Regions from separate parts of the Mus musculus genome. Here all the other regions are linked to region 6. The links are chromatin contacts, called in public Hi-C, HiCAR-type, Micro-C and promoter capture Hi-C maps. All regions are on one chromosome and are shown on one strand. The core of a region is the stretch at or near the end of the contact, and the rest is flanking DNA. Distances in the headings are between cores, read along the strand shown. Region 1 overlaps Plch1 (phospholipase C, eta 1). Region 2 holds the start of Slc33a1 (solute carrier family 33 (acetyl-CoA transporter), member 1). Region 3 holds the start of E130311K13Rik (RIKEN cDNA E130311K13 gene). Region 4 holds the start of Arhgef26 (Rho guanine nucleotide exchange factor (GEF) 26). Region 5 holds the start of Plch1 (phospholipase C, eta 1). Region 6 holds the start of Mme (membrane metallo endopeptidase). Region 7 holds the start of Dhx36 (DEAH (Asp-Glu-Ala-His) box polypeptide 36).

Region 1 (3,580 bases), core at 150-2,649, 580 kb after region 6:
GGTCTCATGAAACCTTTGCATCTCCTGGACTTCTGATGGACATTGCTCTACAAATTCCAATACCCCCGAAACCTTTGGCTCACAAATAAATTACTCCCATGGGAATATCTTGGTAGGAGGATGGACAAAGCTTATCCCTGACTATGAGACACTAAACAAGAAGCTATAGCCTGGTTAAAGGCAATGGTCTAAGACAATTATTATTTATCAGGAAAATGACCTGTATTAATAACCCTCTGTTGAGCTACAGTAACCCACCCAGCAGACATTCTGAAGTGTAGCAAGGTTCTCTGTTCTCTTTTCCTGTGGTCTGATACACTGGTTAAGTTTTCAAACCCCAAATAGTTACAACCATTGAAAAGGTACATTTTGGGAGTCAACAGGAGTAGAAAGGCTGAGTGGTAGGAAGAAGAACACCATTGCTGTTTTTTGAGGAAGTTCACGTTGATGAAAACTGCAGGTCACGGTCTGGTGGAATTTTAAGACAAACTCAAGCTCTTGGTTCAGCCCAACAATTAGACCATACTTGCATCCAAAACAGTACAATGAAAGTAATTTTCCGAAAGCAGAGTCTCAGCTACATAAGTACAACAGCTCACCATGAAACACGCGGTTGTCCACCAGAAAATGTCTGCGGTACTGCACACAGTTCCTCTTCTCACCGTTCCAGTAGTTCATTGTTGGAAGATGTCTGGCACAGCATCCAAATGAAATTGCCCTATCAAGAGAGACAGAATGAGACAGAAATGAAGAAAAGAGCAGGCACACGCTCACCCAGACAGCACATTGCCATGTGTTGCCTAGCACTGGGGGCAACATACAAGGCTAAAATGTAGACCAGGACTCCTCCAGCCCATAACAAACTTCCCACAGAACTTCCAAGAACTTGAATGCTGCTTTTTTTTTCCCCCATACCAAAACAATAACTCTTTCCAACAACATCATCCTGCACTCAGCTACTGCTGTCTGCTGAGGAAAGCAAGCTATCATTAAGCAGGTTTCAGGACTATATTTTGTGTTCCAGGTCTCAATTGCATTCTATCAGGATCCAAAACAGTCAATACTAATCAATTTCCAGAGGTCTCACTAGCAGGTGAGCTATTATTCTCAACTCCTGAATTTTGTGTTGGTGACATCCGGGTAGGTTATGTAACCAACTCGCAAAATGTTAGAAATTATTGCAGAGTCTAATTGGGCACAGATATGCCAAACTATAACAAAGTTTACTTGCCTTCTTTTAGTTCATTGGAGGTATTTATTTAGGGCCACTAATCCTTGGATCCACCCAGGCTTACAGATGTAACTAGAGCTGGCCAGGCCTCTAGCATAATGTGCTCACAGAACCTGCAGAGATTCCAGCCTCTGCAGAGACCAAACACTTGAAAAGCAGAGATCTGAGCTGATGAATTAAACTGCAAAGCCAATGTGCATGACCCTGAACAAGGAAGCCTTTGTTCACAAGGTTTGGCTAGTGACGTTTCAGAATTCCAACCTCCTTTCGGTTCACATCACAATGCTGGAGGTGGGGGGGAACAGTAGCAGGAAGAAAAAAAAAAACCAAAGAACCAAAAAAACCAACCCCCCCCCAAAAAAAAACCAAAACCAAACAAACAAACAAAAAACATAACAAAACTGCAAGGCTGGCAAGAAGCAAACCCCACAGGTGGAAAACAGTTTTGTCATCTGTCCTATTGCAACAGTCTATAGTTTTGTAAATGTACCCCAGTGGCTTAGTGAAAAAGGTAAGGTATCCCAGTGGGATAAGGTGTCACACTGGGACAGCTAGTGGAGGCTCCAGGAGCTTGGTAAGTTTCTCCTTAACCTTCCACAACGGGGATCTTATCTACCGTTCAGACTGCTTGCTGCTCCACACAATCCTGAATCCCTCCCCTTCTTTTCACTTCATCCCTGCCAGCTTAGAATGATGCTCCTGTTTCTTAAGCTGAGGGGGTAAAGAAAAGCATGTGGGACCACGGAGAGAAATGCTGCAGAACAGCTGACTACAGAAACAAGCCTACCTTTGCCCTCCAAAGCCAACATCTCATATTATATCCCAAATATTTTTAGATGTATAAATAATGTAGTAAAGGGTGGAGTGTGCCTTATAAAGCACGTGCTTAGAAGTACAGTGCCCTGAATTTGATATCCAGCAACACAAGTAAATTCACCAAAAACAATGAAATGTTATTATTTTTTTTTCAAAACTGCAGTACTGAAGTACCCCCATGTTCTTTCCTGTTCTGGTATCCTCTTTCCTCATTGCAAATCTCTCTCCTAGAATAACTATTTTTTAATATTCATTATTCCAGCATTTTACCTAAATACACAATTTTGAAGTCCTCTGTATTATTAAGGGCACTACCTTTTCCAAGAAAATACGTTTTTCATAATTAACAGTAGTATCGCTCACTTACAAAATATGTGCATGTCACTTACACTTGCTAATGTACATGGAACTAAAAAGAAGACCATCCCCAGTGGAGAGATAAGGACACCAACCCACCTATAAAACTTTTCACCCCAAATTTGTCCTTCCACAAGAAATGCAGAGACAACAATGGAGCAGAGATTGAGGGAATGGCCAACCAATTACTGACCCAACTTGAGACCCATCCCATGGGTAAACAGCAATCCCTGACACCTTTATACATGTAGACCAAAGCCTAGCATAACAGTCCTCTGAGAGGCTACACCCAGCTGCTGACTGACACAGATGCAGAGACCCACAGCCAAACATTGGATGGAGCTTGGGGAGTTTTATGGAACAGTTGTGGGAAGGATTATGGGCCCCAGAGAGGATGGGAAATCCACAGGAAGATGAACAGAGTCAACTAACCTGGACTCTTGGGAGCTCCAGGGACTGAACCACCAACCAAAGAACATATGCCCTCTGTGGATTCTGTTTTCCTAACAGAAAAGGCTGCCTTGTCTGGCCTCAGTGGGAGAGGATTGGCCTAGCCCTGAAGAGACTTGATACGCCAGGGTGTGGGAGATGTGGGGGGTGGGGGTGGGGCAGGGGGGTGAGGGTGGATCCACCCTCTCAAGGAAGAAAGTAAGGGGGAGGGACTGTGTGAAGCAGGGACTGAGAGGAGGAGGAGGGGCAGTGATCAGGATGTAAAGGGAATTTAACAATAATAAGAAAAAAGACCCTATCTCTATTCATGCTCATTTTCCCTTGCTAATTCAATTTTGTGGGTTTTTTTTTTTTTGTCATTATCAGATTTTGCTCCCTGTGCTCATCGCTGATCCAGATGTTTATAGTTAGCAAAGCAGGTACTCATGCAGCCTTCTCATCCACGCCCTATTAATCTTCGGAGACAGGTACTGTTATCTCCTTCTACCACACCAAAGAAGAGGAGATGCTATTAGACTGATTTGTTTACACTGCCAGGAAAAGTCAGAAACACAACCTTCAATCATATCTTCAGATTCCAAACGCAAGTTTCTAACCTCCACAGGCCATAAGGGACAAGGCTGTTATCCAATGTGAAGGTTTAAAATATGTCCTGTAGCCAGGCGTGAGATTCCCTGCCTATGATCTCAGCACTTGGAATGTGGAAGCTGGAGGATATTATGTTCA
Region 2 (4,036 bases), core at 1,376-3,875, 670 kb after region 6:
AGACTTAGCACAGTAGAAGATGGCTTCCCTTTTATGTAGAAGTACTAGGTTCATTTCCCAGAACCAGGAACACACAAACAGAAACAGAATACACAGAATATAGTTATGTTATTACCAAATTACAGAAACCTCAAAACTAGTAATGTGGTTATGTGTAAGCATTAAAATTAAAAACTCTTTAACTTAAAATGTTTTAGACTAAATCATAAGTCAACTATGGATAGAAATTAATTAAAGTAAGCTATTTTAGAATCTTCTGGAGAACAAAGTTCAAATTCCAGTTATACCAAAAATAAATAAATAAAAAGAAAAAAAAATCACACCAGCTTACATAAAGGTTTAACTAATAATAAAGTCAACTGTTATCTCTACCATGGTCACTGGCCGGCTATTCTGGGCCTCAGCAATGTTCATCTCTACTGTTCCTAGTTTGCACAGACAGTCTTTATTTGCAGTAGGTCCTCAGAATCCTGCCACTTAGCCAATTCCAGAATGCTTATATTAAATACTCTTCCCATTCAGTAGATGGGTAAATGGGGACTACTTGTGAAATAAAGGTGGAAAAAGATTGAAAAGCAAGAAAACATTCACCAAAACACAAAAGAAAAAATGTGAACCATATGACCCACATTTTAAAATGTATACTTCTGTGTCAGGCAAATGTCCATGGATCTTTAATTCAGAAATTTTGTGATTCTATCGGTTGCTTTTTTCCTATTCACTAAAGAGTACTGATCAATATGACTGTGTTAATAGGCTGACATAAGGAATACTTGAAAGAAGCACACTTTAATAAAACAGAAAACATACTTAGGTATCTATCATATAAGTTCCCAGTAAAATTTAAAAAGCCAGCTGTAGTGGCACATGCTTGTAATATTAGCACTCGGGAGGGTGAAGCAGGACTGTGTCTCAAGCTGGATATATAGAGCCTTTTAAAAATCCTGTAAACAGAATTCAGAAAAAATTCAAAAGCAAGCAGAAGGACAAACATCAAATGGTTTCTCTTCTAGAAAGAATCTGGAAGGAAAAGAAAAATGTGTGTGTGAACTGTTTAAAGGAAGACGACTAGGAGGTAGATGTAGAGAACAAGGCTGTGTTATGGAAGTGATTGTGAGCAAAGTATGAAAATCTCATAATGGAATCCAATATTGTGTTAATTTGAAAGGGAAATGAAGTAAAATATCTTGTGCATCATTAAAAGTAAAAAATGTATGCAAACAAATGAGAGCTCCCATCTGATGTTTCATCAAAAGCATTCATAAGCATAAAATAAACCTAACAGTATAATAGTTTTAAGTACACTACCTGAAAGGGTAACGATTCCCCTGGGTTGAGGCTGAAACCGCAAGTATTTGTTACAAAAGTCAGCAGATTCAAGAGCCAAAAATAAAACATTGCCCAAAAAGTAGCCAGCTGTTTGGCCCACAGAATTGCATGTCGAAGCATAGCCCACGTTTTCCCGGGATAACATAGTTAATGCCCAACCATCCACAGCGATGTCCTGTGTGGCAGCCAGGAATTCAAACAAGAAGAATGTCACAGTGAGAGCAACTACATCCGGTGTTCTGCCATCAATATTTCCGAGCAAACGGTCCACTTGAGTGGATAAATATATCATGAAGATTCCTAGTGTATACTGAGTAGGGACAAGCCAGGACTTGCGACGACCAAAGTTCTTAAAGTAGACGGCATCAACCAAGGGAGCCCAGAGCAACTTAAGACTGAATGGCCAGAAGACAAAACTGAAGAAAGCCTGATCTGTATAGCTAACATTTTTGCTTTGCAAAATGAGGGGGATGCTCCCCGCCAGGCCTAAGGGAATGCCCTGAAGCACGTAAAGAAAGAGTAGTAACAAAATGCTACTTAGTTCGGATCTATAGCTCCGCGGGGCTTTAGGTAAGTCACCAGGGCCGGCATCACCTAGAAGAACTTCCCGGTCCCCCTCCCCGCCCACCGAGTCTCGGCGACTGTCATCCCAGCCGCCCGGTGGCAGCGGGCCACTCTTCATATCCAGAGCGTGGCTAAACATGCCTGACCGCCGCTGCCGACTGCTGTCCTTGTGGGAGATGGTCGGTGACATATCAGAGACGACGCAGAGCCCGGTGTGTGGGGGCCTGAGGCTGGCGTTTTGATCAGTCTAGTCCCAGGTCCAAGGCAGTCTCTCTGGACCCGGGTCACGGTGGTTCAACGCCGGGAGGGCGGACGCGGAGAGACTGGTCGCTGTTTTGCAGCAGGGAGCCAGATCCCTGGCAGGTGGCCCAGGCGAAGCCTGGGTCGCTGCCCACAGGAGCGACTTCAGGGAGCCGGCAAGAGCTCCCCGTGCAGCCGCACCCGGCTTGAGGCTGGCGGAGCGTGCCGTGGCGCTGCGACGGAGTCTGGCTCTTAACTGCAGCGGGGACTCGAACGCTCTCTTGCCCGTCCACCAGCTGACACTGCAGCGGGCACCCTCCTCAGTAGACACCAGAGGTAAAGGATAACTTCCTGCCTCGCGCTTCGGGAAGTGGTTCCCTGCCAAAATGGGTTCCGTGCCTCCCGACGGAGCCAGCGAATCAGAACAAGTTCCGGTGGCGGCGACCGCGAGCAACGTTTGCTAGGAACCATTAATTCCCTCGATTCTAACCCCGAGGGAGGAATAACGCCAGCGTACCGAGCGTCCAGGACGGAACGTCTTAACAAACCCGGTTCCGTTTGCGCATGCGCTTGCATGGAACTCGTGTGCCTCGGCCATTGGGCCCTCGTCGCCACGTGAGCGCGGGTTTTCTGGATTGGCCTAGGCCTTGGTGATAACATTGCACAAGGTCTGTAGGCGAGTTTGTACTTATTTAATTCAGTACATAACTTCCAGGCTTGTAGTTGGGTAATAATGCTGCTTTGTGAACCTGCAGTTACTAAGCTTTGGTGTCAGGTTGTGGGTCCTTTATGCCCGACTAAATGGAAACACTCCTACCTAATACACAGAACGAATAAGGCTGTCCATTTCCCCCAATGTCAAGGAAGAAATGTAGGGGAACGCTAGATACACAGAGTGAAGGAGGTAAATTTCAGTCTGCTGCATCTTATTTTTTTGCCAATGGAAACGTCTCGAAACCACCTTTCTCCTTTCATGTCATCCATGGTTATGCATTTTAAGTGCATAACGACGCACTTCTTCGAGTTTTGGTGAATCGTTGGAAGCTCTTAGAGCTTGAAATGTTGAGATACTAGATTTAGTATTTCAGTGATAACAAAGAAATAAGTTTTCCAAGAATTTTATTGGATTCATAATTGGCCAGTTTTTCAAATGCCATTTCAAGTGTAATAGTACATGCTTTCTTCATTAAAAACAAAAACAAACCATAAATTCCCTTGTGGATTTGCTGCCTTCCCACTTTTCTGATTTCTACAGCTTATTAACCACTTAGCTAATTTCCCATGTTCTCTTCTCATTTCTCCCTGGGTCCTTCCTTTTCCTCTCCTCCCCCTTCTCTCCAGCTCTTGTATGGTCATAGAAATGTGAGACTTTGCTTATTATTATTATTATTATTATTATTATTATTCGTCTTTCATTTTCATTGTATTGATACTGAGTCCTGGGTTACATAAGCTAGCATATGTACCCAGGCTGGTCTCAAACTTATGGCCATACTCCTGCCTTAACTTCTAGAGTCCTAGGATTCTATACATGAGCCACCACACCTAGTCTGATATACTTCAATGAAAGAACACAGTGACCATGAAGTCTTCTAATCTTTGTTAAAGAGAGGAACAGAGTTGGTTGTGGTGGTGCATGCTTGTAATCCAGACTAGTCTATAAAACGAGTTCCTGGCCATCCATGGATATATAGCAAGTCTCTGTCTCAAAAATTGGAGTGGAAAACAGTTTATAGTGTTATCTATGTGAGACCAAAAGTCTCTATTTTTTTCAACAGGATCTTACTGTATGGTCCTTACTGGCATGAAACTCACTCTGTAGACCGGGCTGGACTTGATCTTACAGAGATCCACCTGCCTCTTACTCCTGAACGCTGAGATTAAGGGATGGACTATCTCTCCT
Region 3 (3,951 bases), core at 635-3,134, 630 kb after region 6:
TTTTCGAGATAGGGTTTCTCTGTATAGAGCTGGCTGTCCTGGTACTCACTTTGTAGACCAGGCTGGCCTCGAACTCAGAAATCTGCCTGCCTCTGCCTCCCGAGTACTGGGATTAAAGGCATGGCCCACCACGCCTGGCCCGCCTGTGAATTTCTTGAATGCACCCATGGCCTAGCATTTCTAGCCTTACACCCATGGTGAATTTTGTACTTGGTAGAAAACCTTACAAATACAAAATAGCTGGTGTTTGTGTAAATGGTTGAACTTTAATATTAGTATAGTAAGTAACAATGTATGCATTTATTTGGCAAGGATTACTACTAAATGGCAGATACCAGACTGCTCTAACGTGGCGCTACAATAGCATGTCAGCAGGCCTGGCCTTGGACCTCATGCTCTCTTGCTGCAAAGCTTTTGCAAAGTTCAGCTTCCTCCAATTCTCAGCAGGATTCTTAAAAGCTGTTCCGGGCAGGGCATGGTGCTGCACACCTTTAATCCTAGCACTCGGGAGGCAGAGGCAGGCAGATTTCTGAGTTCGAGGCCAGCCTGGTCTACAAAGTGAGTCAGGACAGCCAGGGCTATACAGAGAAACTCTGTCTCAAAACAAACAAACAAAAAAGTTGTTGTTCCTTCCAAATACGTTGTCCTGGCTTTTGGCTACTCATTTTCCTAATCATCTGTCTCCCTGTTTGCCTCAGATTTTGCTTCTGCTACCTTCCCTCCCCAGAGAATCCCCTAGGCCTCATTTCTAGACCGTTTTCTGTACCTTTCTGACGTTGTTTCAAGATGTCTGTCAAGACTAGGGCTTTACCCACTCCACCAGGTTTATGCAGCTCACTCTCACTCAGCTTTACGTCCAGTTCTGATTTCCCATTGAACACTGTTGCCTCAAGCCTACAACTGTACTTTAAAGTCTAATGGGCTGTCTTCAAGATCAGTCTCCAAATTTTAATGTCCAAGGGCTCTACAGCTTTTCCCAGTAAATCATTTACTACGACTGCTCCATGACAGGAACCACCACCACCACAGGGACTTTAGCAGTCCTTTATCTGGTAGTAGACTGGCTGTCTAAGTGTCTCTTCTATGATTGAATTTCAGTGTCTTCTCTTGTTTCACTTAAAAAGAAAACACGAGAGGCAGGCGGATTTCTTTCTGAGTTCGAGACCAGACTGGTCTACAAAGTGAGTTCCAGGACAGCCAGGGCTATACAGAGAAACCCTGTCTCAAAAAACCAAAAAAACAAACAAACAAACAAAAAAAAAAAAAAACCAAAAAAAAAAAAAAAACAACCCCAAAACCCAAAACCAAAACAACTGGGGATACAGTTCAGTGGTAAGCACTACAATGCTTACCAAAGTTCGAACCCCAGCCCTGGAAAAACCCATCCTGGCTCTGCTCTGTTAAGGCCTCTCGGGCTTCTCTGCTCTTCCTGGGTATCCAGCCCGCCATACTGAATGAGGAGCTACTCTTGGGCCAGCCCTGTGGTGTCCCCAGCCCTGCGCCAGCCTCCAGGCCTGACCACCGCCGCCGCCAGGAGGGCAAATGAGGCGATGTCGCCTCCCTGGCCATTTCCCCTGTGGCCCGGCTGTCTTTCCGCCCCTGCGGGTCCTCTTCCAGGCCTGCCGCGATCACTCCGCTCAGGCTAGCCCACCCCGCCGGGCTGTGGCACCTGGACAAGGCGCAGATGGTTGTCTGCCCATTGCGACACCCGTGTCACCACGTTGGCCTCCCCTCGGTCGCGGTCCGGCGCCTGCGACCCGAGGCTCGCGGGCGGCCGCGCCATGTTCCGGCGTCCAGCAAGCCTTGCGGGCGCCCCCTGGTGGGCGGTAGGGGTCGCTGCGCTGCACGGCTCCGGGGTCCCCGCCCATTCTGGGCGTTTGCACTCTTGTCTCTGCGTGTCCTTGGTGGTACCAAGCCAGCCAGGACAGCAGAACAACACAAAAATGCCGTGAAAAGATAAGACATCTGTGTAAATATGCACAGTCTCTTATTCTTGCTACTTTTTCTATAAGCTTGTATTTTTATTATTTTGTTGTTTTTTACATTTTTGAGACAGGTTTCTCTGTGTAGCCCTGGCTATCCTGTAACTAGCTCCGCAGACCAGGCTAGTTCTAACTCAGAAATCCACTTGCCATATTTTATGGTGCTGGAGAGCACACCCAGAAACACATATGGCATCAACCTTTGTTTCTTTAGAAACAGGGTTTATGTTTCTAAAGGCTGGCCTCAGCGTCCTAATCTTTAGCTTCCCCCATACAGAGGCTTCTGCTGTGTTTCCGTGTGCCTGGCTTTCTAAATATTTTTAATGCCAAGAATAATAAAGGAAAGAGAGATGGAGATATACTTATTTGTTAAGCTGAAATGTGCATTGTGTAATAAATTTAACTTTGGCCCAAAGAGAGATCTGGCCTTTCCCATTGTGCCTGGCAATTCTAAAATATCTTACCTGATAAAATTATGTTTTACTCTGAGGCTTTTGAGCCTGTAAGAAAATCTAACAACCCACTTGTGGTGGTCCTCAGCTTGACCTCCAGAGGGGCTAACGACCGACCTGTTGGTGCATGGTAAAAACTCTGCACACAGGTGCTGGGAAGCATCACTGGCTGCATTGTTCCATGCTTTCTCACACCTGGTTGCTGAAAGGAATCAGTGTTGCTCAGGACTCCACAAGTGAACATGTTTTTAAAACCAAATACCCCACCTGAGGGTGCCCTTTGTCGCTCCCAAACTCTACAGTTAGTACTAGAAGCATTAGACGTCTTGGGACTATTGTTTAACTCTGTTTGGTTCATTATATTTAAAATGTTACAGGAGAACTTTCCTAACACTTGAGGCCCTGGGCTAGATCTCTATCTAGCATTGCAAAAATATAAAACAAAAAATGAAAATTCAAAAAAAAAACTTACCTTACAGAAATCAAATATATAACAGTGTGAATTAGTGTTTCCACACCCCATAGTTTTATGACTGACAGTAGCATATCACACTCACTTGTGAGGCCTTTGTTATTACTTGCTTATATGATGTGCACACACAGGTACCTATGTCAAAAGCACCAGAGAGGAAAAGAAGACATTACTCCTCTATCTCTATAGCTTTGTAAATGGACAATAGGAAAATAGTCCCTTAAAGATGTGAAGTATCTAGTTGTACTTTCATATCTACAGGACTAAGTCATCATGGGTATATCCCTCTTGAGTTCCAAGAACTGCTTGGAAAAGTTAGAAAACCAAGCTGACTAATCTCATCTCAAAACTACTGCAGTGAGCTCCGATCTTAGCTTTAATTTCCTGCGGAACCCCTGTAGTCTGTCTGTATCCCAGGCCTCGTCTTTTCAGCACTTTGTGCTAGCCTCACTCCTCTCCTCCCTTGGTCGATCTTTCTCAGGACCTCTCGCTGCCTTTGCAGGCTTCTCCCACCACTCACCCATACTTACCCTTTCCTTTACTTTCAATTTACTGACATCAAAACGCAGAATCTGATTTTTAAAAATACTTGTAAAATTTTAAACCACAGTCTCTGTGTGGACGTGTGCAGACACATGTGGAGGCCAGAGATTCCACCGGAGCTGCAGAAGCCACCTGATAGGGGATGTGGTTGAGGATTCTGCTGAAGCTACAGGTAGCCAACTGATATGGGTCCTAGGAACTGATTTCAGGCACTCTACAAGTGAAGCGTGTGTTTTTTAACCACTTCACTTCCCCCAGTTTTGCTCTCTTCCTTATTGGGGTGTGGAAATTGCCACACAAACTATACATACACTGATTTTAGTTAAGTAAAAGGAATTTATTGAACATGTACCATACATAATATTGGATCACAAGAAGGAAAAAACTAATTGTGGCACTAGTCTGTCCTCAGAGCAGGTTTTTTTTAATGCATTTTTATTAGATATTTTCTTTACTTACATTTTAAATGTTATCCCTTTCCCTAGTTTCCCCTCCGAAAACC
Region 4 (4,122 bases), core at 1,169-3,668, 960 kb before region 6:
AGGAGAGACTGGGGCAGGCGGGGTGGGATGGGAGGGTGGGGGTAGAGGTGGGGGGAGTGGCAATGACTGGAATGAAAATAAACAAAATAAAATTAAAAGAAATAAATAACTTAAATAAATTCTACAAAATAGAATTAAATGGGCTATTCTGTATAGCTAAAATATAGTAAAATTTTAGATTTGTGTTAAATAAATCCACTGAACTAGAAAATGTAAAAAAAAAAAAAAGGAGAAATATTGTACTATTGGTGCTCTTTTTTAGGGGAAAACCATGCATATTAGTAGCTGTGTGAAAACAAAAGTATTCTAAAGCAATAGTATAAACCTCAACCAATTCACTCTGCTTATATTTTACACTTTGTATATGTGCACAAAAGAAAAAATTTTGACTAAGCTAATCTAAAAAATATCTTTTCAGTAAGTATAAAGAATTCCTTATGATGCTGCATTGTGTCATATTTTAATTAACTAGCTTTGCAATTCATATATTGTAGTTACGGTTTCTATTACTGTGACAAAATCCTATGCCAAAAAAGCTAGTTGGGGAGGAAAAGGTTTATTTGGCTTATACTTCCATGTCACTGTTCATCACCAAGGGAAGCCAGGACAACAACTCAAACAGGGCAGTGTCCTGGAGTCAGGAGCTGATGCAGATGCAGAGGCTGCGGAGGGGTGCTGCTTCCCAGAACCACCAGTTCCAGGATGGCATTGCCCACAATGGGCTGGGCCTTCCCCCATCAATCATGAAGAAAATGCCTTTCTGCTGGACCTTACAGAGGCCTTTTCTCAATTAAGGTTCTCTCCATTCAGATAACTCTAGGTTGTATATTAAAGATGATATAAGACTAGCCAGCACAGCAACCAACTGACTACGCCTTAGATTTGAAAATATATAATAGATTAAATGGAGGCTAAAATACACAGTCTGTGTGCTTGCCAATTTTCCTTAGTTTGTTGTTTCGATGCTGTTTGGGGAGTAGGCTGTTGCTCAGGACGGAGGTGAGCAGACTGTGACTTCTTCATCACAAGTCACCACAGCTCAAGAACCCATGTGACCTACAGGGACATTAACTTCTCAGGCCATTCTCGAAGTCTTTAAACTTTGATCACAGACTGCACTCTGATCCACGTTAAACCTGCCACTTATAAATCTCCACAACTTTCTGAAGTTAAATTTATTATATAAAACTAATATTATTGATATGAAAATCCCCTACAGCAAGGCTCCATAGATGAACATAGAATCCACTTATTTCCGTATGAAATTGTTAGTAAATCTTCTCAAAAATGATTTCGATATACATTTTGATTCCATTTGTTCGAGTTCAAAAAAGTTTCTGAGATCAAAGACCTTCACTGTGTCACTTTGGTAATTATAGAAAAACATAAAGAACCACCCTTCCTTTTGCCACCCAAAGCAGAAAGAAGCATGGCTTTAAACAGTGGGCACTCACATGAACTTTGAACACTTGGAGCCTGCCCTGTGTCTTGCTAACAACCAATTCTACAGATCTCATCAACCAAAATCATGTCTTCTCAGGTCGTACATACCTGGAATTTCACCAAGACATAGCCAACTTGGCAACCAACATCTAAAAGATATCACTGGCCCAGTTCATTTCTCTTATTCATCTACTTCCAAACTCCACAGATATTTATCACTTACTGTGTGCATGAGTCACAAATATAACCCCTGCCCTCTTCAAAACTACAATGCAAAGGCAGAATAGATTAAGCACTAATACACAGACATATAACTAAGCATTCAGATTTACAAATTTCGGTTAATGTGAAAAAGAAAGAGATCAGGTGGTTGGGGAAATCGGGGGTAATTCCAATGAAGTGACAAACCAGAAGGCCAAGAAATAAACTTGAAGGCTCTAAGACTGTGGACTTGGCTTGACTAGATAAAGCTAGTGAAAAAAGACTAGATTGAAGGGGTAGGCCCAGCCTCTTAATCTCTAATAAGGATTTGGAATTTACTTCTTGTTCGATATTTTATTCTACATACAGATTTTCAATTTATATTGTACACAACTACACACTAATAAATATTTTGTATTTTGTTTACTTTTACTGTGTGACTTTCAAACATACAGGGCACAAAGATTAGGACATTAGGACATGTAGAGTCATAGTCCACCTGGCCTCTCAGTCTCCTCTGAGTGCATACAAGCAAATCTGTCTGTAGTCCACACATTATTGCAAGCAGATGAGTGAGAGCCCGGAGTGAGGTTCAGTTTGACGCCCACAAGTGGCCCAGTGAAGTGTCGCAGCAGCACCAAGCTCCGAAGTGTTTCACCCTTCCAACCTTCCCCTCCAGGTCTAGGGATGATCAAGAAGCCCTTTCTCTGCTCTCACGACCATTCCCACGCAGTGTTCAGATCTGCGACCGCGCCCTCCAGCTGGCCCGTAGGGCGGCCGCCCGCGCTCCTGCATTCTTGCACTCAGGGTCTGGACAGGCAGCTCAGGTGTGCGCGTCCCGTTTACAATCACTGAGCGCACTCCGGGAAGGCAGGGGCGGGAACTCCTGGGCGCCTCGGTGCGAGCTTCCCCGGCGTGCTGGGGCGGGGCGTAGCGCGGGGGCGGGGCCGGCGCCGCGGGCCTCTGCTGTCCCAGGCTGAGCGGTTGTCTCCGCGCTTTAGTAAGGACCCAGGCCACCCTCGGGGACAGGGAGTACTCCTTGGTCTGTGCCCCGGAAGGGTGAGCGCGCTGGAGACCGCATACCGGGGACCGGGTGGACTGGCGCGGGGCGGGCGGCTAGATGGAGACGCGGGGGAGCGTCCCACGGCGAGCTGTCCCAGCCAGCTGAACTCTTTCCAAGGGTCCTGCGGTGGCGGCGAGCTCTCTAGGTGCCGGCGGGCTTGGGGGGCGGGAAGGACGCAGAGGAGACGGGATTCATCTGATCAACTGCGGCTCGGATCTCAGTCCTCGGTCGGGAAGCTTGGCGGGAGACGCTGTGCCCGAGAAAGGGCGGGTAAGTGCGGCGCTGCCGAGTCCCGCGCGACACCCGTGTGACCGCCGGGCTGGAACCCGGTTAGGCTCCCAGACAAGACTAGTTGTCCGGAGGCAAAGTTCCTTTCTCTTAGGCAACCTGAGCAGCTTTCCTCCTCTCGGGGCTGGCTCAAAGGCCCCGCTATGGACGGCGAAAGCGAGGTGGATTTTTCCAGCAACGGCGTCACCCCTTTGTGGCGGAGACGGTCCACCCCTCCGCTCCAGTTGCTCAGCCGGAGCAAGCCGCGGCCACAGTCGTACCAGAGCCCCAGCGGGCTGCTGATCACCGACTTCCCTGTGGAGGAGCTGGCTGCCCTTCCCACGCCGCAGACTCCGGTCCGCGTACCCGCCGACCCGGACGACAGGACGGTGTCCAGGAGCCCCCAGCTTCTGAGCGCGCATCGGAGGCCGGTGACCAATGGTCGCACGGTGTCCCCGGACTACAGAGCTGCTTCTCCTCGACTCCGACGGCCCAAGTCACCCCTGGTTTCTTACGCGGCGTCGGGCGGCTCCCCGAAGTCCACTTCTAATGGCACCGTGGCCTCGCCCGCGGCGCTGTTGTCGCGCGCCTCCCGGACTCCGGACACCCCGGCCTCTTGCGCCACCGATGAGGACTGCACCGGGGTGACTGCCAGTAAGGTATCTTCGCCCATTGCCAATGGCCTTGCCCATAAAACCGACTCATCTGGCCCAGTATCACAAACTGGTCAGCCAGCTGGGGACTTGGAGCTGGCCCCCTCGAGACTCTCTCCTGCTCTCCCACACAAGTCTTCAGAACAAAAACTGCCACTCCAAAGGCTGCCCTCCCAAGGGAATGAGCTCCCAAACCCTTCCGTGGTTTTGAGTACCAACAGCCCGGCGGCCCTCAAGATGGGAAAGCAGCAGATTATCCCAAAAAGCCTTGCCTCTGAAATTAAACTGAGTAAATCCAATAGTCAGAACGTGGAGTCCCATAGGAGGCTTCTCAAGGTGCGCAGCATGGTGGAGGGACTGGGAGCACCCTTGGGCCACGAAGGGGAGGAAGGCGAAGTCGACAACGACATGGACAGTCCCGGCTCCCTTCGGCGAGGCTTGAGGTCCACGTCTTACAGAAGGGCAGTGGTCAGCGGCTTTGATTTTGACAGTCCC
Region 5 (3,968 bases), core at 1,201-3,700, 600 kb after region 6:
AAACACTAAGAATTTTCACAAAAGCTAGGGCATATAGCCTGATAGAAGGTGCTTTCCTAGCATGCAAAAGTGGGGCCTTGGGTTCAATCCCTAGCAACGCGCACACACACATACACACACACACACACACAGTGCTTTATATTAAGGAATCCTAACACAAATCACCTTTATCACCTCTGTTTTTATAACTCTATCTCTTATAATTATACAAGAGACTAATTTTTTCAAAACAAATTTACTTGAAGTCAATGAAGTGGAAACTATGTGAAACAGAAGCAAGGATAATTCGTTTTATTACAAGCCACTATAAATCTCACTCTGCCTCCCAACCTCCCCTCCCTTTGTCTCCTTCCCAGCCTTCCTCCAGGCACTCCCAATCTCATTATTCCATGATCTGCTAAAACCACAGTTTACCTCCTGGAACCAGTAGAACACACATCACTGAGAATTAGGGAATTGGAGACAGTTACAAGCCACCAAACAGGGTCATAAAGGACTTGAACCTGAAAATAAAGTTTTTCTAATTTTCAAGAGAAAAAAGTTTGTTTGTTTTGTTGTTTTTTAACATTATAGCTACACAAGTTGCACAAGGTTGACACTGATGGGAAAAAGGATGGGTGAGAAAACTTAACTTGGATGTTATTTACAGACTATGTGAAAAATAGTATGTTGGTGTCTTTGACTACAGCTTGCTGTTGGCACTAGAGGAAATCATCTTTAACTTCCTGGTACAAATAAACACTCGTCTTACTGGAATGCATAGTGTTCAAAACCAGGATGCAGAATCCTTAAGCTACTTCACTCAAGTTATTTTAAGCCCTACTTGGTCCCAAGAAAAGCAACTCCATTTTAAACTTTTATTAACAGTGATCTGAATTCTAATCAGTTTATTTACATAGCAAGTAGCTCTCGATCGCGCTGCGAAATAGGGATGCAGTCTAAGAAAACATAGTAACAACAAGTTATAGCACCCACTAGAAACCGCTGGAGATTTGTACTCTTACCAAATGCTCCCCTGGGTGCAAACAAATGAAACTTAAAAGACGGGAAGAGGTTTTTCAAGACACAATTTTAAGTCGTCAACAGACGGCTTAAGAAAGACTAGTCTGCAATAATGCGTCTTAAAACATTCATTTTCTGAACAAGATCATAATGCCAGCAGTAAGCAACCCACATCTTAAAAAGCAACGTCTCTGTTGACAGAGAGAACCTTTGCTTCCCTTCACCGGCATTTAACACACTAGTTCATTTGGAGAGCATCAGGTTCTGTACGTTATAAACAGGTTGTATGCAGAGTACACAGGAGCTACGATGTCGTCTGCACACTGTGGAAACCCAAGCTTAATACAATTGTTTAAAAAAGCCGCACCAGGAAATAAAGTCTTATTCATATCTTCCTTTTCACAGGATAAAAGGAGGTAACTTGAATGCTCCAATGAGCAGTTTCTCAGCATTATTTTTCTACCATGATCAAAATGATGACAGAAGAGAGAAAAAAGTTATATATTTTTTATTTCATACCTCTGGCTATCACTTCAATGCTAAACTCTTAAAAAACAAAAATGAGATCGTAAGTTGATTCCAAGCTACAAACAAACAAACAAACAAAAAGTCTAGAGAAAGACTTGGGCTCCACAGTGAAGCAAAGCAAAACAGCTCTGCTCTTCAAGTGGCGTCTCCGACCCGGTACTGTTGCCATGGTATCCCGCGCAGGCGCAGAGAACACCTTCACAGCCCGGGCGTCGCTTCGGTAACCCATGATTTGTCGCTAGGAAAGGGCAGTTGGAGTAAATCCTTCTCGCACCTAATGCCCGGAGCTTTTTGAACAGTAAGACTCGCACCGGCAACTAAGGGCGCGCTTCTGGGACCGCAGAACTGCTTTCCAGGCGGCCAGAGCCAGGGGAGGTCTTGTGGGATCATTCCGCCGCGATGCGGGACCCTCCCGGTGGCTGGACCTCTGCCACCAACCAGGGCAGGGAAGGTCTTGCTCAGGCACAAAAGCCCACGCGCTCCATTAGGAGCTCACGAGCTACTGTGGTCCAGTTCCTGGGCCGAGGCACCCTGGCACACACCACAACCCGGTGCTCGCGGCTGAGATTGCCCAGAAAGAATTCGAGCACCTGCTCGCGCAACGCTGGAGAGGCAGTCCGGTGCTCCTCTTCCTGCTCCCGGCCCTCTCCCTGTCCCCCACCCCCACCCCCTCCAAAGCACTGACCTGCTCAGCTCTGAGTATCCCGCTGATGAAGGATCCTCGGAGTTTTTGTAACCGGCTCAACCTCCCAAATGCTGGAGTGATCTGCTAGTGTCCCGGTGTGACTCCAACCCCAATTCCTCCAAAACAGCCCCCCAGCCCAAGATGGGCACCACTACACACCAGCCAACAGAACCAACAGAGGAGCTCCAAGTAAAGACCAGCGCTGCCGCCACAACCTGCTTTCTCATTCAAATCCTCATGCTCACATTGGAGCACCCTCCCTCTTAACCCTCAGCTCAGGGCAAATCCGGAACTGGAGCGCGCGCGAGTGGACTGGAGCGCCATCGAGGAACAGGAGCCAAGAACTGGACGTGGACCCCTTATGAAGATGCTACTGCTAGGCATAGGCCAGAACCCCTGGGAATAAAGATCTTCTTCTGTCCTCCCTCGCAGCAAATTTCAAAGAATTCCAAGACCAGGGACACCTCTGATAGATTTTCAGTTTAGGTGGCTAGCGGGTTAAAGACGCTGCTGGAACAAAGTTGGAGAGTTCAGGGGAAGCGAACTGTGCAATGTTCTTACAAGAGTTTGAACCGCTTCAAAAATAAAACACCAAACGACTAATCCTTTCTTTCCTCCCCCTTCCCCCTCCCCCCTTCTCCCTTTCCAATAAATATAGCATCTGTTATTTTCAACTATCCATTTTGAGTAAAATCAAATTGAGGAACAGGGAGTGCAGGTTATAGGATGCTTTGTTATCCCTCAGTCTCTTCCAAATATCACTCGTTGGCATTAATTAACAAGCCAGTTAATTGTCAGTTCACCCGCTAGCGGGCTGGAAAAGCTAATGTGCTGTTAAAGAGCACACAGGCGGCAGCGGAACGTTTGCACCCAGCAAGTGTTCAAAAGCTGAGTAAAGATGAGATCTGAGCGCACTAACAGTAGAAAGGGAATAGCGTGCTGCGGAGTGATCCGGCTTCAAGATTCCAGGACTTGGCTTTTATCAGTCTTGATTCAACCTGTCCTATTGTTAGTTCAAAGCCTAACTGGGAGGAACTGAGGACAAGACCCTCCGTGTACCATTCAAAGTAAAACTTCCCTCCAGTAAGAAAGTCAGGAGCTCTGGCATGGCAACATGGAATTAGCAGGGGTTGTCTGGGCCTGGTGACAACATAAACAAAAGTCTTTTTTTCTTCCATGAGTGAATTTGTTCAGGAAGTAATAAAGGAGAGTCTGAGGCTGGAGAGATCACTAGTCCTCTTTGACTGACAGTGGGGGAGTGGGAGGAGGGATGCTCAGTGACCTCTCAGCACAAGATATAGTATTTCACCTTTTCATCCGTCTTAGCCTAGCCGATACCATAGAAACAACCCATTTGTATTATTCAGTTCAACAGAGGCAATTACAATGTGACGGCAAAGCATCATGGGCAAAAAGAAACTTTATCCTGAAAGCTATCCTGGACGCTTGGAAAAAAAAGAAAGAAAAAAGCAACCAGACTAGTTACAGACTACAAGGAAGAATTCAATTTAGAAAAGGAATTGCAAGGTCTTTTGGCTTCATAAGGAAAAATATTTAATTTCCTAATTTTTCTTTCTTCCTTTGTCCTCTCCCCCTTTTTTTCTTTACCCAGATCGCAAACACCTAATTTACAGGAAATTAAGTAGGGTTGAGGTTGTAAATGTGAAGTATGCTTTGAGAACCTGAAATCGCCAGCACCAAATAGATAGATAGATAGATAGATAGATAGATAGATAGATAGGTAGATAATACA
Region 6 (3,658 bases), core at 694-3,193:
AGCTCCTTTAAGACCCTTAAAAGAGAAATGATTTCAAAGTTGCATAACCTCCTCAGGGAAAAGACTTAGTATTCTTAACAAAACCTTTATGTTTCTAATGAACTTTAGTGAGATTAAGACTTGTATTAAAGCCGGACCTGGTGGCGCACACCTTTAATCCCAGTACTTGCAGGAGGACCAGGTCAGCCTGGTCTACAAAGTGAGTTCCAGGACAGCCAGGGCTATACAGAGAAACCCTGTCTCAAAAAAACCAAAAAGAAAAAAAAAAAAAAGAAAAAAAAAGGCTTGTATTAAACAAGGTATCTGCCCATACTGCTGCATGTCCAAAGCATAAGCTGAAAATCAAAGTCTGATGATGATTTCAGGGTTTTTACTTCCTTTTGACAAGCATTCTAAATTATTTTTCTAGCAAAATGTTCTTAACAGGAGTGAATATTTGAATTGACTCTCTATAAAAATTTCTCCGACTTGTAATGAGACTGAAATAAAACTATTACATTGTTCTTAACTAGTCTGAAAAGGTTTTTCATTAATGACTCTTTAATTGAGAAAAAAATCAATTTTCAGCTCAAGGTTGATAGCTGTAATAAATAATCGTAACCTAGTTTCTGTTGTTATCAAAACATTCTCCAGGGCTAAGAGTATTGCTCAATGGCTGCTCAAATACTTATCATGCTAAGGCGTTAAGGCCCCAGGTCAACCACCTCCTTTAGGTGAAAGAGATATTCTTGAATCTTGTGGATATGCTAGATAGCCTTAAAAGAGTAATATGTTTAAAACTTTAATGAAAATAAAACAAATCAAATGAGAAACGTTAAGTAGGCTATAGCCACACACATGAGCTTAATTTTTATTTCTAGTTGAAACGTGATTTTTTTTTTGTAATATTCTGACCAAACATTACTATACTAATCAGAAATGCATTAAACTTTTAATGCTAGTGGTTGAATATGGAAAGTTTGAGAACTAGTGCCCTCTCTCCCTTCCTCTCTCTCTCCCTATCTGTATCTATATATACATACACATATTTTCCCAACTCGTTTTATTGTAAAATTTAGATGTTTTGAAAATTTAAGTAAAATATAATAAAAACTAAGCACACCGGTGTTGGGGAGGAAAATCTAGCTTTCTTCCCAAGAGAATTTGAGTAACTCTCTCTTCTGTGCATTGATCCTCTGCAAAACAATCGGAGGCAAGATGACCTGGGTTCAAATTCCATTTGAGATGCTTCCCAGAGTGCTTGCCAAGCTGCCTATGCTTATCAGTGAGAGGTCACACATCTCTGTTAGTCTAGCCATGAGGACAAAGATGTGCTTGTAATACCCACAGAGGAAGAAAGAAGCGTGGGCACTTCCGTTTGAAGGTGTGCGTTGAACTTACGCACATCAATTGAGTTACTTTGTCTTGAAATGTCTTTCCATGATACTCATAATTTCACTAACATACATTTCCTGTTCTTGTCTTAGCTTTTTGTTTGTTTGTTTGTTTGTGTTTCTTTAACCATTAAAAAAAAGCATAAAGTTGGTTAGGGCAAAGGAGTAAGGCATTTTAATGCTCAAAGATCGTTTCAAGTTCAAGTCCTGTGAGCATGCTCGCACTTATGGAGCATGTGTGGTGTTCAAAACTTGTGATTCCAAACAGGAGAAGGATTAGTATTCCAACTCTATATGTACTTGACATTGAATGACTACATTGAAATCCTGGGGCAGGGGTGGGGGCGGGGCAGAAAAGTTTAGCCTTTCTGAGTTCTTTGGTTACAATAGCGGCTAAAGGTAATTTCCATGAAATACTTGCCTCTGCACAAAGACAAACTTCTATCTTTGACAAATTCAATGCCTTAAGTTTAAGAGAAAGAGACACACATAGACTGGGGGGGGGGGGAGGAGAGGAGGGAAGGATGAAGAAAAGAAGACATTGAAAAGAAGGGAAGGAGAGTGAAGGACGAGGGAAAACGGAGAGAGCAAGAGTATGTGAGAGAGAAGCATTCTGGTCTTAGTCAGTTAGAGAATGAGAGCCTGCAATCAGCACTACACAATCCCAGAGAGACAGTGTATTGTTGTCTTGAAAGCCACAAAGCTAAACAATTCCAAGAATGTCTGGCGAAGCCCTTTTGGGAAGGGCAAGGTGGGGGACGAACTGGGAGAGGGAGCCCCCTCCGCCCCTTTACACGGTGTGACAGGATTTGGGAGACCTGGCGGAAACCTTCAGGTCACCCAGGGAACTGCTCTCGCGGCTGGTCCTGTGCGGCGAGGCGGGGGGTGAGCGCGAGGCGCGCAGGGCGCGGAGATGTGCAAGTGGAGGAGCTGGACGGAGTGCAGGCGTAAGCTGCAGAGCGGCTAAGGCGAGGGGTGAGTCTCGGGGTGAGGGTCCAAGGAATGCGGGCTTCCCGGGCGCTCACCCGCCCGGAGCCCGAGTGGGGCCTGGAACCTCCCGGGACTCTGGCTTCGTCCCCCTCCGCGCGCTCGGCGCCGGGGCGCACCCTGGGGACCGCACAGAGCGGTGGGCGCTCGCCCGGGCTGGGGGCTACTTTGCCTGCGGCCGCCCTGGCCGGTGCGCTCATTGGTCGGGATGTGTCTGCTCAGTCGCCTCCAACTTCTCCCCAATCCCACTGGTGAGTCACCGGAGAGCGAACAACCGGGCACCGGGAGCGGGGCACCAGTGTCCCCGGGGCGCCGGGAGTCGGTGGGACGGGCAACAGGAGGACAGAGCGGGCGGGGGCCGGGACGCGCTAAGCAAGGGCAGAGGCCGAGGTCCCGCGCGCAGCGGGCTCCTGGTGCCTGGTCGCCGCGGGAGGAGGAGGCGTGTCCTGGGCGGGAGCCGCCACTGGGACCTGAGAATGTGGGGAGGGGAAGGGGCCGAGAAGGCGACCTGGAGGAGGACCCTGGGAGTGATGTCAGGTCACCTCCAGGTTCATTTTCATAGCTTCCTGCAGCCTCCGCCCAGGAGTTCTGTTTGGTGACCGAGAGCAGCGCTGCCAAATTGCACCGGGGTTCATTTGGGGGCTGGGAATTGGCCATTCCGCTGTACAGACACTGTTTTTATTTTAAAAAACAAGGTTTGTTTTCATTTTAGTTTCTATCGGATTCTCTCCTCAATTAACTCACTTTCCTAGTTTTAAATTTTCTTAACCTAAATGTCTTTTCACAATCCCACCTCTTCATCGTGCTTCGAACCTTGGCTTCCTATTATATAATTCATGCTTAAATCTGCCAAAGGGTTGGCTGGCGCGGGGTGGGGGTGTTCTTTAGTAGATGGAAGTTTTTAAAGACCCTTTCTTACTTAACCTATCCTGATCTATTTATACTCTTTAAAAATGAGAGTAACTATAAACCGGTATTCCTCTGAGCCTCTCGGTCAAGTCTATTCCATGCCCATAAGCGGCTCACATGGATTTTATTAAACTGAAAACTAGTAACTGACTTGCAGCGCCAGCTTTTGGAAGCTGCTCTGCTATCGGCAGATTGGCGCTGAGGGAGTGTAGCTGCACGCCCTTGGATTTTTTCTTCTTTCGTTCAAGCTCTCAAAAATATTTGTTGTGTTTTGGACTTGATTTTTTGTTGTTGTTGTTGTTGTTTTGTTTGTCTTGGGTTGTACTCTAGAGCAATGTGGATGGGACTTTTCATGTCAAAACTCACTTCAGGCCGGGGGAAATACCTAC
Region 7 (3,869 bases), core at 11-2,510, 790 kb before region 6:
GCACATATGAAATCCCAGCACTGGGAATGAAAAGAGGACTAGGAGTACAAGGTCAGCCTGCACTATGTAGCATCAATATCCAGGGCACAAGTTACGTGTGTCCTGTGTATATCTGGAAAGATCCGCTTATTGAACTTATTTGTTTAGGTATTTCTTTCCCCCTATTAGAATGCAAAGGTCTTTAGCATTCAAAAAAGCATGTATGAAACAGTGTCCAAACACTTAAAGATTCTGCGCAATGATGGAGTTACTTAGACCAGGTCACTCAAAAACCATTATGTTTGCTGGGTTGGTGGTGCACACCTCTAATCTCGGAGGTAGGTGGATCTCTGTGTGTTCAGGGCCAACCTGATTTACAGAGCAGGTTCAGAACAGCCAAGGCTACACAAACCCTGTCTCAGGTAAAACAAAACAAAACAAAACAAAACAAAACAAAACAGACAACAAAAACACGATGCTTCCTATACTACAGGTCTTCAAGATACAAACCAAACTGACAATTTCCTGATGAAATTAGCCAAATACTTCTCTACAGCGTCTTCCTTTCAATAAGTCTTAAAAGAGGCGCTGCTAGTCAACAGAAAATTCAGAACAGAAAGGGAGAAAAAAAAAAAAAAAAAGACCAGCATATGACTCACTTTAATGCTAATACTATTACCTAAACTACTTTTTTCTCCAAGATCTACACACTTAAGACAGTGTTTTAATGCTTTTGTTGGCTGCTTCGGGGAAAAAACTTAAAGGTGACAGCAAGCATTCTAAATGATTGCATCCCCTAATAAGAGTCGGCTTGGCTAGAGTCTGAATTTAGCATTCACCCTCAGTTCAGTTCTCAAGTCCGTAAACAGAGCATGCATCGGCTGCAGCAGTGATGGCTTGGGATGGAGGCGCAACCCATCGGGTGACCCGTTACCCGGGGCTCGACAGAGGTTGCATCGAGCTCGAGCAAACGCCAGGGAGAGCAAACGCGTCCTGACGAGACCTCCATACCTCCTGCCTCTCAGCCTCCTTGTTCTTCTGCGTCTGCTTCTTGGCGTACCACAGGCCGATCTCGCGACCCTTAAGGTGTGCGGGATGCCGGCCCCGGCCGCCGCGGCCCCCTCCGCCGCCGCCCGAGCCCCGGCTCCCTCCGCCGCCGCCGCCGCTGGAGCCCTGGCCGGAGCCCCGTGGGCCCCCATCGCGGCTCCAGCTCTGATGATAGTCGTAGCTCATTGTCGGAGCCGACTAGCAGCTCTGCCAAAACTCAACCGCTGAAAATGGCGTCCGGGCCCGGAAGCGGGCGCACATTCCCCTCTGCTTTGCTTCCGGCGCCCAGCGCGAGAGGGCGGGACGTTGAGTGTCACAAGCAGACATTTCCGGTGACGTCACGGACGGCGCCAGCGGTGTGAGCCGCGGTTCGTGTTCTGGCCAGAAACTTAGCTCCTGGGTGGGCGTCCTTCGGATGGCGGGGAATTTAAACTAGCCTGAGAAAATGTGGAAATTTGAGTGAATTTTAATTACTTTGTTAAACCTAGAACTTATTTGCAAAGCCATGCAAATACATACCCAACAAAACCATCGACCATTGTGTACTCTGTCCTCAAAGACCAAAGAAGTTCTTATTTCTTAGAAAACGCCTGGCACCTCTTTCAGTCAAATATACGCACCCAAATACCTTCTTTAAAGACTCTCTAATACTAGGCTTGGAGAGACGGCTCAGCCGTTAAGAGCACTGACTGCTCCTCCTAGAAGTCATGAGTTCAATTCCTAGCAACCACATGGTTGCTCACAACCATCCATAATCAAATCCCATACCCTCTTTTGGTGTGTCTGAAAACAGCTATAGTAAACTCATATACATAAAATAAATAAATCTTAAAAAAAAAAAAAAACTTTAATCCTGGAACTTGGGTGTCAGCTCAATTGATAAGAGTGCTTGCCTGGCATGGTTTTAATCCCAAACAGTATAAACGGTGTTGTGGTGCAGGTATGCAATCTCAGCAAACAGCAGATGGAAGATGATAAATCAGAATTTGACCCTTAGCTGTATAATGAGTTTGAGGCTGTCATAGGTTACTTGTATCTAATCTGGCAGTTCCTCAGAAAATTAGAAATAGTTCTACCTGAAGACCCAACTATACCACTCTTGTGAATATATGAGAAGATGTCCTACCATACCACAAGGACATGTGCTCCACTATGTTCATAACAGCCTTATATGTAATTGCCAGAAGCTGGAAACAACCAAAGAATGGATACAGAAAATGTGGTTCATTTACTCAGTGGAATACTATTCAGCTATTAAAAATGAGGACATCATGAATTTTGCATGCAAATGAATGGAACAAGAAAATATCCTGATCATCGAAGTAATCCAGACCCAAATGGACATGCATGGTACGTACTCAATGATAAGTGGATATTAACTAAAAAAGTACAGAATACCTAGGATACAATCCACAGTACTTAAAGTTTAACAAGCAGAAAGGCTCAAATGAGGATGCTTCAATCCCACTTAGAAGGGGGAAGAAAATAATCATGGGGGCAGAGGGATGGAGGTAGCCGAATGGAAGGGGGAGGGGAAAATGAAACAGGATAAAGTATTGGGTGGGTGAGCAGGAGAGAAGCCCAGAGGGCCAGGAGAATGAATGGAAATAAGCAGCCAAGGGGATGGGAGGGGCGCGGGGGTCTCTAGAAAGTACTAAAGTACTAGAGACCGGGGAGGTGAGAGACTCTCAGGACTCAATGTGGGTGACCTTAGCCAAAATGCCCAAAAGTGAGGAGAGGGAACTTAAAGAGACTACTACCTCCAGTAGATAGACAGGGTCTCAAGAAGAGGGACTGGGTTACTAACCCACAGTTAAATTTTCTGACCCAGATTTGTTCCTGCCTAAAGGAACTGCAGGGACAAAAATGGATAAGAGACAAAAGGAAAGTCAGTCCAATGACCGTCCCAACTTGGGCTCCAAGCAACAAGGCCTGACACTATTTCTGATCTATGATGTGCTTACAGACAGGAGCCTGGCATGATTATCTTCTGAGAGGCCTTACCAGCAGTGAACTGAGACAAACACAGATACTTACACCTAACATTGAACTGAAGTTGAGGACCCTTGTGGTTGAATTAGAAGAAGGACTGAAGAAGATGAAGACAGGATGGCCCCATAGGAAGAACAGCAGTCTCAACTAACCTGGACCCAGGGAGCTCCCAGAGACTGAGCCACCAACCAGGAGCATACATGGGCCAAGCACAGGCCCCTGGCACAGATATAGCAGAGGTCTGCCTGGTTTGGCTTCAGTGAGAGTTGTGCTTAATCCTCCAGAGACTTGAGACCCCAGGGAAGTGGGTAGTCTTGAGGGGACTGTCCTCTTGGAGGCAAGGGAAAGGAGGAATGGGATGAAGAACTGTGGGAGAGGGGAAGCAGGAGGGGAGGCGATGACTGGAATGTAAATAAATAAAAAAAATAATCTTTACTTTACTTTATCTTTAATAATCTTTACTTTACTTTTACTTTAATCTTTACTTTTACTTTACTTTATTTAAAAATAATCTTTACTTACTTATCATATCTAATAGCATAAAATAGGTATATGTTCCAGAATTCAAGGCAGGACACTTGAGAAATATAAAGCACAGTTTAAGATTCACACACTGATTTGAAGCCATGTGCTGATTATTAACAAGACTAGTCAGTGCCTTGTGCCACCTGTTATAAAGCAATTGAGTGATTTAACCGCTTGGTTTTAATTTTCACCAAAGGTTTTTATTTAGACATCTGATTTAAAGGTGATGGAGATGCTTGACCAACAACAAAAGCAAAAGCTACAAAAAAACGGCAGATAGAAGGGTTTTTGTTGTTGTTGTTGTTGTTATTGTTGTTGTTGGTTTT

The links. Promoter capture Hi-C pulls out the DNA fragments that hold promoters and counts their contacts. A called contact is a pair of places that touch in the nucleus more often than the background predicts. HiCAR-type assays count read pairs that join an accessible place to other places.
Region 1: a Hi-C map of uterus shows a contact between it and region 6, with 6 times the contacts expected there. The contact joins the enhancer-like site here to the promoter of Mme in region 6. A contact is called at or near these places in 12 of 39 promoter capture datasets (the 3T3-L1 cell line, 3T3-L1-derived adipocytes, the HPC-7 cell line and 7 more), 13 of 484 Hi-C or Micro-C datasets (the AML12 cell line, adipose-derived mesenchymal stem cells, cardiomyocytes and 7 more) and 3 of 115 datasets of contacts at active chromatin or transcription factors (astrocytes and embryonic stem cells).
Region 2: a promoter capture Hi-C map of liver shows a contact between it and region 6. The contact joins the promoter of Slc33a1 here to the promoter of Mme in region 6. A contact is called at or near these places in 5 of 39 promoter capture datasets (cranial neural crest, embryonic stem cells, frontonasal cranial neural crest and 2 more), 2 of 484 Hi-C or Micro-C datasets (both in embryonic stem cells), 6 of 115 datasets of contacts at active chromatin or transcription factors (astrocytes, embryonic stem cells, extraembryonic endoderm stem cells and 1 more) and 1 of 9 other capture datasets (adipose tissue).
Region 3: a contact with region 6 is called in a promoter capture Hi-C map of embryonic stem cells, with 2.8 times the contacts expected there. The contact joins the promoter of E130311K13Rik here to the promoter of Mme in region 6. A contact is called at or near these places in 13 of 39 promoter capture datasets (the 3T3-L1 cell line, 3T3-L1-derived adipocytes, cranial neural crest and 7 more) and 2 of 115 datasets of contacts at active chromatin or transcription factors (embryonic stem cells and extraembryonic endoderm stem cells).
Region 4: a contact with region 6 is called in a promoter capture Hi-C map of liver, with 4 times the contacts expected there. The contact joins the promoter of Arhgef26 here to the promoter of Mme in region 6. A contact is called at or near these places in 2 of 39 promoter capture datasets (both in liver).
Region 5: a contact with region 6 is called in a HiCAR-type map of kidney, with 7 times the contacts expected there. The contact joins the promoter of Plch1 here to the promoter of Mme in region 6. A contact is called at or near these places in 8 of 39 promoter capture datasets (3T3-L1-derived adipocytes, cranial neural crest, embryonic stem cells and 5 more), 2 of 484 Hi-C or Micro-C datasets (Sertoli cells and embryonic stem cells) and 7 of 115 datasets of contacts at active chromatin or transcription factors (astrocytes, embryonic stem cells, epiblast stem cells and 3 more).
Region 7: a contact with region 6 is called in a Micro-C map of palatal mesenchyme, with 2.7 times the contacts expected there. The contact joins the promoter of Dhx36 here to the promoter of Mme in region 6. A contact is called at or near these places in 1 of 484 Hi-C or Micro-C datasets (palatal mesenchyme) and 3 of 115 datasets of contacts at active chromatin or transcription factors (embryonic stem cells and stem cell-derived neural progenitor cells).

Annotation. Positions count from the first base shown.
Region 1 is chr3:63,870,057-63,873,636 of GRCm38.p6, forward strand. Plch1 (phospholipase C, eta 1) reads right to left here. Exons shown (of 24, transcript NM_001370984.1): 3 at 600-718. The coding sequence starts at 678. Among named protein-coding and RNA genes, the nearest start is that of Plch1, 28 kb to the right of the region's middle. Within about 2 kb of position 1,400, at least 33 of the 459 cell types and tissues checked have an H3K27ac peak or open chromatin away from gene starts, as enhancers often do. A contact at or near this core is called in astrocytes, neural progenitor cells, second pharyngeal arch cranial neural crest and 1 more, where this site is marked.
Region 2 is chr3:63,962,108-63,966,143 of GRCm38.p6, forward strand. It overlaps Slc33a1 (solute carrier family 33 (acetyl-CoA transporter), member 1), which reads right to left and starts at 2,626. Exons shown (of 6, transcript NM_015728.5): 1 at 1,309-2,626. The coding sequence starts at 2,083. It also overlaps a transcript of Gmps not described here.
Region 3 is chr3:63,927,588-63,931,538 of GRCm38.p6, forward strand. E130311K13Rik (RIKEN cDNA E130311K13 gene) reads right to left here and starts at 1,885. Exons shown (of 5, transcript NM_177856.5): 1 at 1,670-1,885. The coding sequence starts at 1,783.
Region 4 is chr3:62,336,359-62,340,480 of GRCm38.p6, forward strand. Arhgef26 (Rho guanine nucleotide exchange factor (GEF) 26) reads left to right here and starts at 2,419. Exons shown (of 14, transcript NM_001081295.1): 1 at 2,419-4,122. The coding sequence starts at 3,139.
Region 5 is chr3:63,897,012-63,900,979 of GRCm38.p6, forward strand. Plch1 (phospholipase C, eta 1) reads right to left here and starts at 2,451. Exons shown (of 24, transcript NM_001370984.1): 1 at 2,216-2,451.
Region 6 is chr3:63,293,268-63,296,925 of GRCm38.p6, forward strand. Mme (membrane metallo endopeptidase) reads left to right here and starts at 1,944. Exons shown (of 23, transcript NM_001357335.1): 1 at 1,944-2,348.
Region 7 is chr3:62,505,728-62,509,596 of GRCm38.p6, forward strand. Dhx36 (DEAH (Asp-Glu-Ala-His) box polypeptide 36) reads right to left here and starts at 1,261. Exons shown (of 25, transcript NM_028136.2): 1 at 991-1,261. The coding sequence starts at 1,212.